Regions from separate parts of the Zea mays genome. Here region 2 is linked to region 1. The links are chromatin contacts, called in public Hi-C maps. All regions are on one chromosome and are shown on one strand. Each heading gives the region's core, a stretch centred on a gene start, on an enhancer-like site or on the middle of the called end of the contact. The rest is flanking DNA. Distances are from core to core; before and after follow the strand shown.

Region 1 (6,647 bases), core at 1,747-4,246:
ACGGTGCTTCCTGGGATGTATTATCATTTCTCGTCACGTGGTGCCTTTAGACCTGCCCCATGTGGTGGGGTCGGGTGCCGCTCTCCGTGTGACCTGGAGGTATCGTACGGGTGCAGCGTCTTCGTACTGTAGAAGAGGGTACCCATGTCCGTTAGTTTGAAGCCGAATATATTTTAGAAGAAAGAGAGTAATATTTTAAATATCTTTAGTAAATACCAATATATATATATATATATATATATATATATAATTCGGATTTCCAGACATTCATGTTATTACACCCGGCAAGACGACCAAACTTCCTACGAAGGCAGAACCGCATTCTCGCGTCGGCTTGCTTTTAACTGAATCCAGCCCACCGCTTCTCGCACGTCGCCATGGACGCGGTCGATTCTGTGGTGGATCCCCTCCGCGACTTCGCCAAGGACAGCGTCCGCCTCGTCAAGCGCTGCCACAAGCCTGACCGCAAGGGTACGTGCAAGGACCCCTACATCCGCCGTGCCCGGCTCGAATCTGAGTTGTTTTTGGTTCTTCATATTCAGATCTGACGGTTTTTCTCTGTGATCTGCGCTTGCAGAGTTCACCAAGGTGGCAGCGCGGACGGCGATAGGGTTCGTCGTCATGGGCTTCGTCGGCTTCTTCGTCAAGCTCATCTTCATTCCCATCAACAACATTATCGTCGGTTCCGGCTAGGTCCGTGTCTTTTATTCCCTGACCCACCGCTGCCCGTTAGATCCGCTTGTTTCGATGTTGTGGTTTGTTGATCTGCGGTGCGCGCTCTTGTTTGTGTGAGTCTCTGCACGCTTTTGAGGTGTGAATTTGGGTGCTGGTGCGGAGACTGTGGCGCTGGTAAGATCTCGGCCGATCTGAGTGTGCTTGTTCACTATGATTTTGAATCTCGACTTCGTGGCCTATCATTCGATTATGTGGAAACTGGATAACTGGATTTTACCTCGTGCATGATCTTTGGTCAGAGTCAGATATACTTATCAGAAGAGAAATTCTAGCAGTCGATTAGTGCAGTTTTATCTGTTCACAATTACAGTAGCAGTAGCATATTATATAAGTCATTGGTTCCAACTGGTTGTTGACTTGTGAACTCAGTTTTGGATGTCAGCCTCTAGTATCAGTCTGTAACTCATCGCAGTTATTTATTTCGATCCAGTACAAGTTCCCAAGTTTTTGTTTGTCTGAATTGCTGAGGAGAGTTGTATTCTATCATTCCTCGCTAAATACACGTAACCAGAACCTTACATGTGGAAACTATTATGCTAGAACACCTCGAATTGTCTGTCCAACTCAACTATTACGAAGCCAAACATAATTGTACCAGCCCTTGGTTTATTTTTGTTATATGAACGCCACTTCTGCAACTTTTCATACTCCAAACATTGTGTTTCGAGCTATGTGATGTATGGTGGATTCCCTCTAAATCTAGGGGAGCCAATGAGGATCTTTTAAACAGAAACTACTGCTGACCAATTTTGGATCGATGCTTATGTCATGGATTGATTTTTGCCTGCTTCTGTTTTGAGGATTCATCATTAAGTGGAAACATCGCCATTTGGTGGAAAAGTTGCCTTCCTAACTATTTCAGTATTTCTATTACGGAGGCACATGTCCCACTCTTGCCATGCTGCTAGAATTTTGAATTTATTGGGAAAATATGATTGGAATTTGAGACGCTGTGATTCCCTGACTATATCTTACCATGATTGATGGCTTTGTAGACATGATCAGTCTTGGTACCTACTAGTGAGTAAAAAAAGGAACATATATGCTCTGTTACCGATGGCATTACAATAGAATGTATCAAGCGTTTCCATTTCAGGTCACTTGAAAATAGAAGCAATGCACAATTCGAGTAGCTAAGTAATAATTTCCTGCTCTGAGTACAATGAGCGTGCTAGTAACTTCTCCTGTGTTCTGTGCAGGCTCAGGGCGCGACTAGCATGGGAGTAGTGCGATACTTTTGAGAGCAAGGGATAGCGAGGATCTTGGTCTTTGGAATAGTATTGTTAATGACATTTTTTTTCCGGTTGTGTTTCTGGAGTAAATCGTTGAACGACAAGGCTTCAGGATGTCTGGATGTGGATTCTGAGTAGACCTTGAATCCTTGATGAAGCAGCCAGTCTTGGAAAGAAAGTTCCATTTTGTTGTTCCATTAAGCTATTTTTGTTGTTGTCTACAGCTCTCTCGGCGATGGTAAGCGCGATTTGGTGGTTTAATGTTTTAGTATATCTGAGCCGAACTGTAGACTGTTGCTTCTGTGAGAAACGAAAAAAAAATATAGACGTTTGGGCGGATTGTCGCTTATTTTTGAAGTGGATTATAAGCGAAACCACAAACACTACGCCCCTAAAATCCAGACGCCGGACCCTACGATGTTCTGCTGGCGTATTGATGGAAAGCGTGTCCCTTTTGGCGATGGATAGCAGAGACAGTAGACGTTCTGCACTTGCTATTGATGGAAAGCGTGTCCCTTTTGGCGCGGGATAGCAGAGACAGTAGACGTTCTGCACATGCTGTTAATGCTCTGATGGTTTCCGCAGAAAGGGACGGCAAGCTCATTCCACCGTTGTCTCCTCCCAGCGCCCTTTCTCTCTTTCATCAACTTCTCAAATAAACTGCCTTTTCAACGATTAGCAATTGTGCCAAACAAGACCATAATTAGGAGACAAGATGCTATGTTCATGAGGTTAGTATTCCAGATTCAAAAAACAATATTATAGACTTAGAAGTAAGTAGAAATAAAATAATAAATCTATAGATACAAAAGCAACTGTGAAAAAAGTAAAAATACAAAGAAAAGACACATATACGAGGAAACAAACAGTAAAGAAAATAAAAAAGAAACAATGTTGGGCCAGTTGGGCCGAAACCTCAACTCCACGGGAGGTGGTCCGAGCCTCCGAAGCCTGCTAGATTGCCGCTGCAGCCCTTTGTTTTCTCGTTCCATTGCCCTGCCGGCTGGCCGCCGTCAACCCGACCCCGTTCCCCAGCTCACCGCGCGCGCTCTCTCAGTCTCTCCTTCTCTTGTGGCCACGACGAGCGACATTCGCTACTCGCTACCGTCCTACGCCAGGTGCCCCAGGTCTTCTTCGGTTCCTTCGCCGGCGACGAACGCTACCAGGTACGCGCACCCTTTGTCTTCCCTTCCCTGCTGTGCGAAACCCTGCACCCAAACCCTGTACTCGGATCTGATATAATTACAGTGTAGACATGTAAATGGCTGCCCACTGCACTACTGCTTGATTGGCTGGTTGCTGCTCTCTGCAATTTGGGCTGCTCTCTGATTGATTCGGTATTGTAGATTGCTGAGAACTCAATGTTTGATTTCTAATTGTGCAGATTAGACTTCGCAAAAAGTAAGAATTCACATTCACAGTTATATACCAGGCTATTTTTTTTCTTTTGCATGGCTAGCAGCTAGTGTCTGCTAATCTTTTGCATTTGACTTGTGATTTAAGTTGTCTAGGATCTCTGTATTACCTGAGGTGTGAGTGTGACTGAGCGTTGTGAGAACTGAAGTGAGAACTTGACAGTTGACACCTTGACAACAATTGGTGCTTTTTCTTATGGACTAATTTGTCAATGTTTTATGGTATTGTGCTGTGATGACCAATGTTATTCAGACATGACGTAGTCTGAATTTATGCACTCATGATGTTATGTACTATTGTACTGATCTGAAGACATGCTAAGTAGCTGCCATTTGTCAATCTGTGAGTGTGTGTCAACTACTCAATCGTCAATGATCATGCTATTGTCTATCACTTGGCTCATTTATTTATCATTAACCATGTTTTGGTTGTCATGTGGATGTGCATGTGTTCTCAATCTGAGGACTTGCTAATGTGCTATACATTAGAATACTTGTTTATTTACATGCCCAAGGTAGGTATATGTTACTTCAATTTTTACATGCACATATATAAGTATATATATTTTGGACAACTAATATAAAACAGTTTAAACTGTTTAATTCCATTTAAACACCGTGTAAACTGCCTAAACGCTAAACAAAAGGTGACCGACTGTCTACTATTTAGCGTTTCGGATAATATTGATTGCATGTAACCCAGAACATGATTATTTATGCTGACTTTGAACTGGCTTCCGCTATTGTTAGTTATTTTTCCTCAAATGTGACCTAACATTTTGGCTTGATTGTTGCTATAGTGTCGTAATGCTGTTTTATCGGCATTTGGTGTATTCATTTTTTTTCGATATACTGAGCTGGGGACTTCACTTTCATTCTTTGTCATAACACTGACTTGTAGAGATAATTAACTGTGATCCTATATATATATATATATATATATATATATATATATATATATATATATATATATATATATATATATATATATATATATATATATATATATATATATATAAAATGTGACTTAAAGGTTGGTGTCAATGTTTTTGTTCTGTTTTTTTATGTGTGTGTACATCTCTATTGTGGTCTGTGTGTGTGATGTGCATTTCTTGCAGCTATCTTATAAATTTCTTTGCCTCAGGAACTTGATCTTATATTGCAAACTTCAAGATGTTCTCTGCTCCAGGCAACAATTATTTGGCTCTTGTAGCCTCACGACCAGGGATGGAGCTGGCTAATTTTCAACAACAACCAAACCAGGCTCCTGGTCCTGGAGGAAAACAGCGCACATCCAGCCTGGAGGCACCAATAATGCTACTTACTGGTCACCAGAGTGCTATATACTGCATGAAGTTCAATCCTGCAGGAACTGTGATAGCATCAGGTTCCCATGACAAGGATATCTTCTTATGGCTTGCCCATGGTGAATGTAAGAACTTCATGGTACTGAGAGGGCACAAGAATGCTATTCTTGATCTTCAGTGGACTACTGATGGGACCCAGATCATCTCTGCAAGCCCTGACAAGACTCTGAGGGTCTGGGACGTTGAGACTGGCAAACAAGTTAAGAAGATGGCTGAGCACTCATCATTCGTCAACTCATGCTGCCCAGCGCGGAAGTGGCCACCTCTTGTGGTTAGCGGTTCAGACGATGGTACAGCAAAGCTGTGGGACTTGCGTCAGAGAGGTGCAATACAAACTCTCCCCGACAAATATCAGATCACAGCTGTTAGCTTCTCAGAGGCAGCAGATAAGGTATTCACTGGTGGCCTGGACAACGATGTCAAGTGGTGGGATCTTCGCAAGAACGAAGTGACAGAACATCTCAAAGGGCATCAGGACATGATCACTGGGATGCAGCTTAGCCCTGATGGATCTTACCTCCTGACCAATGCGATGGATAACGAGCTCAAGATCTGGGATCTGCGCCCTTACGCGCCAGAGAACCGGAACATCAAAACTCTTACAGGTCACCAGCATAACTTTGAGAAGAACCTGTTGAAGTGTAGCTGGTCACCCGATAACCGCAAGGTCACTGCCGGGAGCGCGGACCGCATGGTCTACATCTGGGACACAACGTCAAGGCGCATCCTGTACAAGCTTCCTGGGCACAACGGTTCTGTCAATGAGACTGCGTTCCATCCCACTGAGCCGATCATTGGATCCTGCGGCAGCGACAAACAGATCTTCCTTGGGGAACTTTAAGTGACTATGGCAGTGGCTGGCAGACCCAATGCCAGAGGCTCCCACATCACTGGGATGTTCTTGTGACACTTTGATGAGGAGAAAAAGAGGCACTGACATCCCCATTCCTTCGCCTGAAAATCGGAATACTCAGTTTGGCTGATCAGGATTTGTCATTTGTAGATTGTCTTAGCCTGTTTAGCCCAGTTGTTGACAAACCGCTCCATGGCTTTGTACTCTCTGACTTTCCGACCTTAAACTTGATGCGGTGCTTGAAGATCACCGATTGAATGTACTGTGTCTAGAACCTCACTCTCTGGAGCTTGCCTGCTGTAGTTATGTACGGCTCTGCCATATTGTTAATCTTTCCTAGTCACCTGAAACTAGCTGGAGAAGTGATCTTTTCTAGTTGCCTGAAGCTAGCTGGAGAAGTGATACCACCTTCTTGTGTCACACGGATTTAGTGGACAAACTCGGACGTGAATCAAATCTCACACATATGATGACTCATGATACAGAAACGAATGTTACATCTTTAATATATAATAGGAGTTCTGTATAAAATAGCTAAATAATTATATCATATGAAAATAACGATCCGGCAACCATAGTTGACTGCGAGACGACAACCTAGACCTCTTATGAACTCATCACGATATCCTTCATGCTCCTTATATTGTGGTACATGTCCTTAACCTGAGGGTTGTGAGTACAGCAAGAGTAAGCTCACATACGTTCATCGATCAACAAGGTGTGTAGAATAATGTACATGAGCTAACTTGCAGTGGGGCTTACCAAAGAAGATGGTTAAAGCCGAGCATAGCTGTCGGCGTTTCGAGACCGGGGGTCCCTGGGCCGATGAGTGAAATGTCGTTGCGTGCCCCAGCCCAGATGGGTCGGCGCGAGGCCGAGCGCGAAGGGGGGAGAAAGGTGGCCGGAGACGGGCGTGAGAGAGGTGGAAATCCCGCGGCCTTCGTGTTCGTCCCGCGCCCAGGTCGGGTGCGCTTGCAGTAGGGGGTTACAAGCGTCCACGCGGGAGAGGGAGCGAGCGGCCTCACGCGAGCGCCTGTCTCGTCCT
Region 2 (6,647 bases), core at 2,223-4,722, 150 kb after region 1:
CAATGCCAGTTGAAACTTGAAAGCGAGCACTGGCGACTCGGTCGACGAGGAACGAAGAAAGCTTACCCCGACCCGCAGCGCCCGCCCGCGCGAAACACCTGAATCCCACCCGCACGCCCGCCTGCCAGCCGCAATGCACGTTCCACGAAACCCGCCGCTACCACACGCCCGCCCGCGCGAACCGCCTGCCAGCCGCTCCGCACGCCTGCCAGCCGCGAACCCCACGTCCGCCGTGACCGCCACATATCCGCCCTCACGCCGCCAGCCATGTCGCGACCGCTTCGCAAACGCCACAAACATCCGCACGCCAGCGCACGATTCGCCCCGAGCTCAATACCCCGTGCGCGGGCCCGAACAATTTGTTCCCCTGATCAATCCCGCGCCACTTCATTGCCCCGCCCGCCCCCTTCATTTCCCCGCTCTGCCTCCTTCATTCCCACGCCAGTTTGCCGCTGGAGAGGAAGGACGAAGGAGAAGGAGCTTGCCCCAACATCGGATAGGAACGATATCTGCTATTGCTCAACCGCGCAGGCCTTGACCAAGGTATGCCATTATGCTCGACTCTCCAATGAAGTATGGTATTATATGTTTGTTCATACTCAGTTTGCTAGGAGCAATTTTTGAATTGTAGACCATGTATGGTTTTGCTTGATTCTGAGCACTTAAGTCTCATGTGAATTGCATTTAAATAAGAATCTATGGAAAAAAACTAGAACCACCAGAGGGTTAATGCCACAGACTTCTAATGCCTACTGCCCCATCCATGCACAAATTATTATGTCATGGCATAGTAACAAGTTGCTGCAGACACACCTTTTAGTACTTGAAATAACATGTTATTGACATGAATGAAGAAGGCCCCTTTACCCAACAGAAGACTGTTTGGGGAATTTACTAAGTTTATGAGAAGATCTGCTGCATCATCTGATAACTGTAAAAAATGTGCAAATTATTAGCAACCCAGTTTTTGTCACGATACAATCATAAGTTGTTAAAATACAAGTGAAAAAAGAAAATAAAAACTACAAATCATCTAGAGTGAGAGTTCATCTACAAAATTAGCATGTCAATGGTAAAAAGTCTAGGAAATACTTGTCCATGGTTTGAAGACTATAATAGGTGTTTCGTTTTTAAAGGTAAAAAAGGGACACAATAAAACAAAATTCTATTCGGAACTTCAGCTTGGTGCCTCCCCTTCTACTTCAACAATAGTTTGTTCATTGAGAAACCTATTTTCCACTTTGCATGGTGGCCGCTATTTTGATAGAGCAATTGAAGCCATTGTCTTCCCCTACTGTCAAATGCTGTTAGTTTAAGCATTTTAAAACATATGCGAAAAATATTAGAATTTTTCGATTGATGGTTTGGATATAAAGATAAAAGTGAATAGAGCTTGAAGTAAATTTTTATTAGTACAAATGATAGTGTTCTTTATAGTATAATTAACTACCTATTACAGTCACTTTCGTTTACACAGTTCTCTATCTATTGCTTCAGCCTCCAAATAAATAAACAAATAGAATGGTTACTAGGATTTTGGAAGTACCAAGTTTGAATTTTAACCTACCTGCTGTCAGTTGAAGTTTTTGGTGTATACTCTCATGAGCTAAGGGTCGTCGATATCTTGATGACTGGTAGAGTTGGTTCAGAACCTTTTATTTCATCTATAATTTTGCCAAGAATGACTTCATCGTGTTCATCGTCCTCTTTTAGTGCAGATATTTCCGAATTTGGAGATGGGGATGCTTCTGAGCTAACCAAACCATCATTCAGTGCCTTGTCCTCGTCAAATGCAAACCAATTGGAATTTGTAAAGAGCGAACCACTGCAAACGACATCTTCAAATTAGTCCATTCTTATTGCAAACATCAAATGTGCTTACAAAAAGGAAGAACAGTAATCAGATTAAATAGTAAAGAATAAACCTTTCTTGGTCGTCTCCAAGGCGAAGGGAGGAGATTACAACCTCTGCAGATTCATCATCAAAATATACATCATGTGGCAGATATAATAACCAGAAAAAACATCAAACATCAGGAGATACAATCTGTTCAGTTCAATGCAAGATGATACAATGAATCTAAACAGTAAATCTGAATATACCTCATCATCCCGCTCAAGTGATGCTTGAGCCTACATGTATAAACAAAAGTTACTAAATAAATTTTAAAACTGTTTATGTGTTGGCATGTTGCAAATACAGAACTTGGCTGTTTAGGTCCATCAAAATTAAGAATATTCTTTTAATGTAATTCAGCACGCCCCTAGCAGCAAATATGCCACTTCCTGTCATCTCCTTCCACTTGGGAGCTGAGCATGGTTTCCTGAAGGGGAAAAGGGAACGGGGGAACGACTTGGTGAGCCACGGGTCCCTTCATCTATTGAACTTGACAAAACATACACAAATCATGAGCCTTGTGATCAACACAGATTCACCGATTGCGTACCAAAACTGGATTAGTTGTTTAAATAGTGCAATTGACCTTGGATGAAACTATCTATGCAAAAGTAGGGAGATGTTAGATAAATCAAAGAGTCAGAGATGGAGGGAGATTGGAGAGTTGAACTTATGTGTAGCAAAGATTGTTTGTCAGTGACTGCAGTGCATCAGCAGTGAATTCGTTCTCATCATAGAGCACATGGTAATGGTTCGGGCGACTTGTTCCCTGACAAGAAATATTTTTGACACTCAATGTCTGATAAGTGCTGTTCTGGAAAAGAATGTGCAACGTACCTGAATGCCAACATGACTACACAAGTAGAAATCAAACTCAGTAGGGTGGCAAATCTTTTGGTCAACCACAGTTCGTGCAGCACAAGTGACGCGCAAAATAAGGCCCAGACAACAAATGCTTATAGAAGCAGCAACTTTATGAACCCAATAACAGTGTGATACAAAAAACACTAAGCAGTCTAGCCTTGATAAACAATAAGATATATGGTAACCTCCTTTACCTGGGTTTCGTACGACCATGGGCTGTTTTTGCTGCCTCTTTTATATGATCAAAGGTAGCAGATCTTCCATAAGCAATATTTTCCCAAATGCTCAAACTCAATAAGGCTGGTTCTTGTGTCACCAGACCAATTTGACTTCTTAACCATTCTACTTTCAGTTTTTTTATGTTTTCCCCATCCAAAAGAACTTCACCTGAAAAATAATAGTAGTCTTTTGAGTGGAAATAGAAGTGAATAGATGGTGAGAGACTATGCACGATGATGCAAATTAGCAAGACTCATACAAGCGCGGAACAATATGCTGATGGGACATAAGGGTAACACATGCTCAGGTGTTAATATATTTGGCTTCTGAGGAAACTTTCTCCAGACCTCCAAAAAAATATAAGATTCGATCAGATATGTGTACTCTCGTTGTAACGTACGGGCACACCTAGTAGACTATAGAGTTTGCAAACTTTAAAAGTGCAAAAAAAAGATGGGCGGCAGTCCCGTGAGGCCTGAGTCTCACGTTTCACCAACAACAGGCCGACTCCATCCCTCGACTCTACTCTACGCGGCACGCGAGCGCAGGGGCCCGTCCGCGAAAAAGACCCCACACCGCCCACTACACCGGCCAATCACCCGCCGGCGCGCCATGGCCGCCGCCACCGCTACCGGGGACTCCGTCAAGGAGCCGCTCCTCCACCGCGCGTACCCGTCCCAGGTCGCGTCGGCCTCCTCGCCCGCGCTCCCGTCCGCGCCCCCGGGGTCCGCCGGCCGTCGCTTCCCGGGGGTGCTCGACGTCCCCAACCTCAAGAAGCGCGGCGGCGGCACGCGCAGCTGGATCCGCGTCGAGGCCGTCACGGCCTCCGTGCAGACGTTGGAGATCGACAAGGCCACCATGATGCGGCGCTGCGAACTCCCCGCGCGGGACCTGCGCTTGCTCGACCCGCTCTTCGTGTACCCGTCCACGGTCCTGGGCCGCGAGCGCGCCATCGTCGTCAACCTCGAGCAGATCCGATGCGTCATTACAGCCGACGAGGTCCTCCTGCTCAACTCCCTCGACAGCTACGTCCTCCAGTACGCCGCCGAGCTCCAGCGCCGCCTCCTCCAGCGCGCTGAGGGCGACCAGCTACCATTCGAATTCCGGGCGCTCGAGCTCGCCCTCGAGGCCGCATGCTCCTTCCTCGATGCACAGGTGATCATCAAAACTCCTCGATTCCATGTCTGTGTCTGAACTACATAAATGCCCTAGTGCAAAAAACACAAGAAACGGTATCTTGGCGAAGGAACGTCTTTAGCACGGTTCTCTAAGTCTAGATACGGTTCCACTCATATAACCGAGCCTCTATATAACCCACATAAATGAGTTGTATCTTGAGAGTTTCTAGCGAATAAGATACAAGACTTCAATACGTTGGGTTGTATGAAGGGTTTTTTTAGGTGTATTTAGTGCTTAGAGAACCGTAATATAGTATCTAGATTGTACATACCCTTAGTTTGGTTATTCGAATCAGAGTGGGTTCAGTTCCCATGATTGGACTATGACGGGACGCGATAATGATGATGTTCTAACATGGTTTGCAACTGTGCAATTGGCTGGCTTAATGGTCCAGTAATTGTGTTTTTGCAGCCAATGAGAGGTTGATGGTATTCTGTGAGTATCATGCTGCACGTGCTAGAATCAAATTTTTTGCTGGATGAATGGGATTCCCCAACTTCCCAATTGTTGCTGATCATCGAGTAAAAATGTTGCAGCTAACTCTCTGATGGTGATTCAAACACATGTTATCAATGAGAAATTATGTTTTGTATCAGTTATTTCTTCCAACTGTATAAAGATTAGCAGATCCGCCTCCTTATCCTTTTAGGTATCTACTAAGACTAAGATGAGTGCCTACTTAGATTATGGCATACACTTGCATCATTCTCCTGCTTTTGCAATCAGGTAGTATAGTTAGAATGAGCCCATCAAAGTTTAAAAGTTGGATGTTGCTTAAGAGAAAATTTCAAATTCGCAGCATGTTAATGTTAAGTTGTAAACAAGAAATACAAATTGTTTCTTCCTTTAACTGTAACAGCCTTTTCATGTGCAGATTCTTTTCTTCCTCAGGCAGTTTCTTTAATGCCTGCTTCTCTTGGTACCAAGAAATCGATGCTTTCTCCAACAAATTGTGATGGCTTTATCAATATTCATCTGTTTAATGATCCTAACCACAATAAATAGACATTCCTGTTCAGAACATGAAGTAATCTGAGTTTTTTCAGGCTATCGAAAACAATTAGTTTTTTATACTTATTTTCCTTGAGTTAATAATAATTTAGGAATTGTTTTGAGTTTGCCAATTGAACTTTTTTTATAACAAACCAATTGAGGTTGAAGTGCCTTTCAAAAGTGACCAGAGAGGACGACCGAGAACCCATGGCTTTTTGGCTAGAGTTTTAGCTTCAAAAATTCTTTGTTGAGTGTTGACTGTTGATATGGTCTTATGTGTATTATGTCTTACTGATTGAAGCACACTCTTGCATGGTCAAAACAACAGAGCCTTCTAGGTTTCTAGTCCCAAGCAAGTTATAGGGTAAGCATGCCTTGTAGATGCTGATTGCCTTTTGACATTAATAAAACCAGTGCATATGTCATATTGTCTATTTTTCTGTTTCTCTTCAGGCAGCGGAACTGGAAATTGAAGCATATCCATTATTGGATGAGCTGACATCCAAAATCAGTACTCTCAATTTGGAACGTGTCCGGCGATTAAAAAGTAGACTAGTTGCATTGACCAGAAGAGTTCAAAAGGTAAAATGTAGCCTAATCTCGATTTCTTTTGTTGTTGTTGTTGTTGTTGTTGTTGTTGTTGTTGCAGACCATTTGTGTGGACTGGTTTTCTAATTGCTATTTTTTCTTCCAATAGGTCAGAGATGAAATAGAACAATTAATGGATGATGATGGTGATATGGCTGAGATGTATCTCACCGAAAAAAAGATGAGGATGGAATCATCTGTCTTTGGTGACCAGTCTTTGTTGGGCTACAATTCAGCAGGTGCTGCTGGGGCATCAGTTTCAGCTCCTGTATCGCCAGTCTCATCACCCACGGAATCACGAAAGCTGGAGAAAGCTTTCAGTTTGTGTAGAAGCAGGCATGACAGCACGAAGAGCTCCGATAACACAACGACAGATCATATCCAAGAGTTGGAGATGTTACTGGAAGCTTATTTCGTTGTTATCGACAGCACTCTCAACAAGCTGACATCGGTACCAAGCCATATCACCAGCATGTCTTAAATCTGGTTACGTATAATAATACTGCAATAGGAGTCAAAGGGGTCTGATCTATTTTTACTTCTTTCAGCTTAAAGAGTACATTGATGACACTGAAGACTTCATCAACATTCAGCTGGTACGTCGACATATTTTATACTCTGCTTATTTGGGATATGCATATCAGGTTTATGCATTTCCCATACTGCTGGTCTGTGTTATTTGACTTGAGTTCCATATGTTCCTAGGACAACGTGCGGAACCAGCTGATCCAGTTTGAGTTGCTCCTAACGACTGCAACATTTGTTGTGGCCATTTTTGGAGTGGTTGCTGGGATATTTGGGATGAACTTTGAGACATCAGTTTTCAAAATAGAGAATGCATTCCAGTGGGTCCTTGTAATTACTTCAGTGGTGGGCGTTTTCATCTTCTGCTCCTTCATTTGGTTCT

The links. Hi-C and Micro-C count contacts between places; a contact is called where the count stands out from the background.
Region 2: a Hi-C map of tassel shows a contact between it and region 1, with 6 times the contacts expected there. The contact joins the promoter of LOC100192772 here to the promoter of LOC100216905 in region 1. A contact is called at or near these places in 9 of 25 Hi-C or Micro-C datasets (bundle sheath, ear, endosperm and 3 more).

What each region holds. Positions count from the first base shown.
Region 1 is chr6:105,331,719-105,338,365 of Zm-B73-REFERENCE-NAM-5.0, forward strand. LOC100216905 (WD repeat-containing protein 57) reads left to right here and starts at 2,997. Exons shown (of 2, transcript NM_001143291.1): 1 at 2,997-3,133; 2 at 4,527-5,985. The coding sequence starts at 4,556. The coding sequence ends at 5,590. It overlaps LOC100280916 (protein transport protein SEC61 gamma subunit), which reads left to right and starts at 337. Exons shown (of 3, transcript NM_001153836.1): 1 at 337-471; 2 at 578-693; 3 at 1,935-2,151. The coding sequence starts at 378. The coding sequence ends at 693.
Region 2 is chr6:105,485,513-105,492,159 of Zm-B73-REFERENCE-NAM-5.0, forward strand. LOC100192772 reads left to right here and starts at 3,473. Exons shown (of 5, transcript NM_001358546.1): 1 at 3,473-4,135; 2 at 5,606-5,734; 3 at 5,850-6,191; 4 at 6,289-6,336; 5 at 6,446-6,647. The coding sequence starts at 3,593. LOC103629694 (a long non-coding RNA gene) reads right to left here and starts at 2,001. Exons shown (of 2, transcript XR_554579.2): 1 at 1,926-2,001; 2 at 1,722-1,825.